Regions from separate parts of the Sus scrofa genome. Here region 1 is linked to region 2. The links are chromatin contacts, called in public Hi-C maps. All regions are on one chromosome and are shown on one strand. The core of a region is the stretch at or near the end of the contact, and the rest is flanking DNA. Distances in the headings are between cores, read along the strand shown. Region 1 holds the start of STK38L (serine/threonine-protein kinase 38-like). Region 2 holds the start of PPFIBP1 (liprin-beta-1).

Region 1 (2,700 bases), core at 62-2,561, 350 kb after region 2:
GAACTTTGAAAAACCTTCCCTCCGTAAGGAAACTGAGCTTAAACAACAATAGACCCTGCCTCAAAGTAGGGAGACCTAACAAGCTTAAGCCCCCACCCCACTCACAGCCCCCAAAAGACAAGGTCTCTCTCCCATCTTACAGCTAGGAGACATAAAGTAAAACGCTTAAAAGTTGTTTCCTCAGATTTTAGTAGTTAGTAATAAAGCTATTACTCCGGCCACCTTTCCCGAGCAACTGGCTTCTATCAAAACTTATCACAAGTTTCATGAAATAGACAAGAGCTTTGGTTCTGCATTTTATCAAGTGAGGAACGGCAGCATCACCCTTTGGACATCCACTACTTCTAGCACCACCAGCTCTCCCGCCCCCCTCCTATTTCTTTTTATACTTTTCTTCCAAACTAAGGACCAGAAAAGCGGCCCCACAAAAGTAGCAACAGTAAACGGGAGGCCACCGCTTTTGAAAATAAACTTTTGTTCTTTTGCTATCAACCTGGCAACTTTTTAAAGGTGAAATGTCTCCTACTCAATCGGGTAGAGTCTTTCCTCTTCTCATACCAAACAAGCACTCGTTTGTCCCCGATAGCAAAGGTGAAAAAAAGGGTTGGGAGAAAACGATATTGAAAAGAAGGGTCTAGGGTTCCAGTGGCAGATTCCGAGACCGGTTTTGAACACTGTGGCTTCTGGGAGCTGGGCGGCTTTACAGTGTCTGAGAAATGTTTAGCAATCTGACGCATCAGTTTTTAGGAATGGTACACAAACAGCCCCCACAATCTAAGAGCTATGCCCAGAATCCTTCCCCTCAGTGGCACCAGCTGGAAGGCACGGGACGGGAAAGCTGGGGATACAGGAGAGGATCCGCGACATTTGTTATTGTTTACGAAGCCCAGGCAGGGACGGGGAGCAGGGTGCTCGGGGGCAGAGGCGTGGAAGGGGAAAGGAGCAGGGAAGGACAAAGATTCCTCCCTGGGATCAAGGCCACCTCTCCGGACACCTGGGGCCAGTAGCACTCCAGGGAACAAGAGGGCCAAGGCCGTCGCTGGAGCTTCACCGGAGGCATTTCCAGCCGCGAAATGAGCCCGTCTTTCCCTGGACACCCAAAGACACATAAAATCTCCTGCTCCGCTCACAGAGTTGGGGCTGGCACAGCGAGACGAGCCCCCCAGCGCCTGCCGCCTCAAAGCGCCGCATCCCCACACTCACCTGCCTCCGGTCGCGCCCGCGGCCGGCTCAGCCTCCGCACGGACCGCAACCGGCCCGGCGCCGTCCGCTCCCTGCTGCCCGCTCCGCCCTCGCCCCGCCCCCAGGAGGTGGGACCCGCCGCCGCTGCCGCGCCGGAATCTCGGGGTGGCCTCCTTGAACTCTCGCGAGCCCTCCCTGCTCGGCTTCTTGGTGGCTGGGCCGGTCCGAATCGGTCCTGACGTCATACGCACCACAGCCGGAAGTAGTCTTCTGTCGTCAACACCGCCCCCCGCCCCACCCCATCCACCTGCGCCTGGCGGTGGAGTTGTTTGAATGGTCACCGATTCCTCTCATCAGCCTCATCTCACTTCCCTCTACTCTGCCCAGAGCTAGTTCAGGCCACTCTTGGGAGTGGCCCTGTGTGTTGCTACATTAGTCACGTATTCTAAATGTCAACAGTTTTTCTTGATGCTTCACTATGCAATGCGAATGATAGAGATGGAAAGTGGCTTAGAGATAATTTTAGTGATTTGGGGGAACATTTTGCAGAGTAGGACAATGTGGTCAACAAAACTGGACTGACTGATCAAGCTGCCTAGTTAGTAGCTGTGAGATCTAGAAGCCACTCAGGTTTCTTGACCCTTTTCCATTTCACCATGACTCTAACAACTTGAGAGAGATTCGCATTTGGAAAAGCTGCCAAAAAACTCTGTGACATACATGAAAAACTTGCTCGAGTTATCTTGCTTGGGGAAAATCTTAAAATAACTGACAATACTGGGTTGCTTATTTAGGATAAGAAAACTATGAGAAAAATCACCATCCTGTAGTGTGCCTCAGAAAAGATGTTTGGGAGGATGATGCATTTGAGCTTAGGGAGAAAACTTACTGGACAAGCCAATGAAGAGACTCATTCCTAATTATCATTGAAAAATTTATCTTCTATCTGAATATTAGAGATTTTATAAAATACCATTAACTTTTAGACTGTTAAGACAATATGCAAAGCTGGCATTGTGCTTGCAGAAAATATAATTCAGAGATGCCAACCATTATCTTTAGTTTTGATGAGGGTAGGCAACGCACGTGAAAGACTTAGAGAAGAATCATAATATCATTTCTTTTTTTTACACTCTGCTTTCTCATATATACCTTGATAGTGGAAAAAGCACTATGTTGTCTGGTAATTAGTGTGTTCTTGAAGAAATCAGTTCTTCCTACATCATATGGTCATTTTAAGACACAAATGACAGTTGACATACGTGAAAATAAGAGGTTTAATTATAATCAAACATGCTTGACAGATGCCTGCACCCCATTCTCCCTCTAGTGCATACATACTAATTCAAGTGTGGTAGGATTGGAAACAGTTTATGGAGTATCCTATAGCAAGTTTATATTTTCAAATATGCCATAATATTTTCATAGCACTAGAGGAATGTGTAGGGTATTAGACTAGGGTAATGTGGGGCAGGGTACATCTTCAACTTCCAATTTCTAAATTGAGGCCATTCCAAA
Region 2 (2,859 bases), core at 21-2,520:
GAAACCACAAATAAGCAAAAATCAGAATTCTACACTTCCACTTGTCAAAATACCCTTTAGCTCTCGACAGGCCATTGCTTTCCCTAAATACCAAACTTAGACACTCAATCAGGTTCTTCATCTATTGCTCTCTGCACTTCTTATTGAAAGGAAGGATTTGTTTTGGTCCCACATGTTGGAAAATTCATGTTCCTATAATTAAGAGTTTGTATGCCACGCCTTCTGCCACATTTCCCTGTAAAAACTCCCTTCTCTAAAAAGGATCCATGAAAACAACTACCAGCCCTCATCTTTCTCTCAAGCAATCCACAGAAGACAGATCCAAAGGTTCTCGGCAGCCTTCCTAACCCCTCCAGATCACAAAGTTGGCAAGCCATGGGATTCTCCGCTAAAATGTAAGAATGAAAACGAGTTGGCGTTGAAGTGTGCCCCCAAGAGACCGGTTTTCCCACAGGCTCAATGAATTTCCCACACCCCAAATGAATTCCTCAAATCTTGACTATGGAAAAGGATTTTTTATGTTATTATGTAAGAATATATAAACATAACAATGACAGTCTTTCATTTAAAGCAACGCATAATAGGCCACAGGAGAACCAAAAAAATACAAAACTTTTCTCCTCTCTCAAAGAGCATAATGTTTGAGTCCATATTTCATAAACTTTTAGTGACATTTTAAAAGAACACCCCTACACACACACACACACACACACACACACACACACACACACACACACACACACACCACTCCTCTGATCGGGGTTCTCAAGTATTATTAGAAGACTAGGGTGTGGGGGGTTTAAGGACACAGTCAAGATTTTACATGTCGAATTCCGGAGGTATTTTTCCCATACAAACTAGTTGAGAGCCCCAGTTGTTAAGCCCTACCGCACCCCGCAAAAAGTGTGGGTTCCCACTGGGAGAGAGGAGTGAGCTGGGAGAGAGGAGTGAGCTGGAAAAGGAAATCGAGTGGGGAAAAGGAGGAGCAGCTACAACCACACAACGGTGCCACTGCTTGCCGGTCCCCAAGAGAGGACAAACGCCCTTACCTGGGGGAGGAGAGCCGCCCGCACGAGTTGCAAAAGTTCTGGTTCACCTTCGCTCGGAGTTCAAAGCGCCGGCCCTCTGCCCCCACGGCAGTCTGGCCACTCCGAGTCCTCTCCCGGCCGGCTCCCGCCTTCCCCACCCTCTCGGCCCTACACCATGTCAGGAATCCGGGCAGGCACCGAGCTGGGAGCTGACATCACTCCCAGTTCCAGGTACCTCCCCTCCCTCGCGCCCGCCCGCCCGCCTCCCTCCCCGCAGAAATTAGCCAAAGAGAGGACGCCGGGGGGGCGTTGGCGCGCCCCCGCTCGCGCTGATTGGGCCCGCGGGCTGTCAGTCAGAGGAGCCCACTAATTTTACACATTCCTCGCTGAGCCCGGCAAGGGCTGGAAGTGGGTGTTGATGGAAAAAAAATGCTGCCTTTCCTGCTATCTCTAAGGGAGGGAGAATAATGGTACGAGGAAGATCCTTGCGGGTGGCGTTTTAAACTTTTCTTGGCGCATTTACCCTCTCCCAGGTCGGAAACGAAACTAACCCACCCAAGCCCCCTTTTGAAGGAAAAACAGTCGCCTCTGTGTCACGGGCAAGTCCGAGTCCGGCGGCGCGTGGAGCAGAAAATGGCTAGCTTGAAGTCAGGCAAATAAAGGAAAACGCCAGCTCCCTCTGCTAACCCTTTTATCTTGGGACGGCTGGGCGTTCCCTTAGACGGGAAATTTAGAACTTCAAAAGCACTTCGGGAAGATGTGAAGGAGAATCCTAGAAACCGCGACCCAGCTCTGGGTTGTTAACCGGGGGTGTTATCCACCATGCGGCGGCTTTTGCTTTTAGCGATGGAAACCCAGCACACGAGCTTCCAGGCAAATAAAATTGAACCTCTGAAGAACAATTACTATTTACCTTTTTAAAGATCTTAAGGCTGCTGTTTCCATGCACAATTGAAGGGGGATGGGGGTGGGGGAACCTCACAATTGAGTTCAGCAAGCCACAGGAGAATAATTACTGTTGAATGGAACCAATTGCAGTGGCTGAGGAATCAATTAAGAATTAACTAACGTTTACGCTGACAGCTATCAGGCAGTATAATACTCCCGGCCAACAAAACAGAAAGATTCCCAGGAAATGGGTCTTTCAGTTTGCCTAATAACTGCTTGCAAGGCAGGACTAAATGGTGAAAAGTGGCCCTCTTTACATGATATATAGATATATTATCCATCATCTTCTGGAATTACAATGAATGAATTATTGGTTTCCTGTTGGATTTTATTGTTTGTTTTTTTGATGGATGACACGTCATACATTTCACCATCCTGCCAAAAATTGTAGAAGGGAGGCAGAGAGTCCACCATTGTGTCTCACTTCAATCTTCACATCCATCCTGTAAAGTGAGTGTCATTAGCCTCATTTTAACCTAAAGGAATCCAAGGCTCAGCAAGCTTAGGTAAGTAAATTGCTCCAGAACACCCAGGACTGGGGTTGAAACCCAGGTTCATTTGACTCTGAAGCTATTTATTCTCTTTAAAGTAGTGATTGCCCACAGTCTACACTCACTCCAACACTATCATGCTAAAAAAAAAAAAAAAAAAAAAAAAAATCTGAAGACCCAGATAATGCTCACAGACCTGCTCTTTTACCATGATGCTGTTTGTCAAACCTACACAAATTCCAAGCTCCTGACTTGTATTTCTGAATCCATTTCCCTCCAACTCTAAGTCTTTCTATGCACCACTTTGAAAGGCATTTTCTAAAACAGTGTTTGGTTTTACTATCAACATCTTCCCCTCTAAATCAGGGCCCCCTCCCCTTCTCTGCCATTCC

The links. Hi-C and Micro-C count contacts between places; a contact is called where the count stands out from the background.
Region 1: a contact with region 2 is called in a Hi-C map of embryonic fibroblasts, with 1.9 times the contacts expected there. The contact joins the promoter of STK38L here to the promoter of PPFIBP1 in region 2. A contact is called at or near these places in 2 of 47 Hi-C or Micro-C datasets (embryonic fibroblasts and heart right ventricle).

The regions. Positions count from the first base shown.
Region 1 is chr5:46,573,405-46,576,104 of Sscrofa11.1, forward strand. STK38L (serine/threonine-protein kinase 38-like) reads right to left here and starts at 1,312. Exons shown (of 15, transcript XM_021092164.1): 1 at 1,204-1,312.
Region 2 is chr5:46,221,624-46,224,482 of Sscrofa11.1, forward strand. It overlaps PPFIBP1 (liprin-beta-1), which reads right to left and starts at 1,271. Exons shown (of 28, transcript XM_021092144.1): 1 at 1,050-1,271.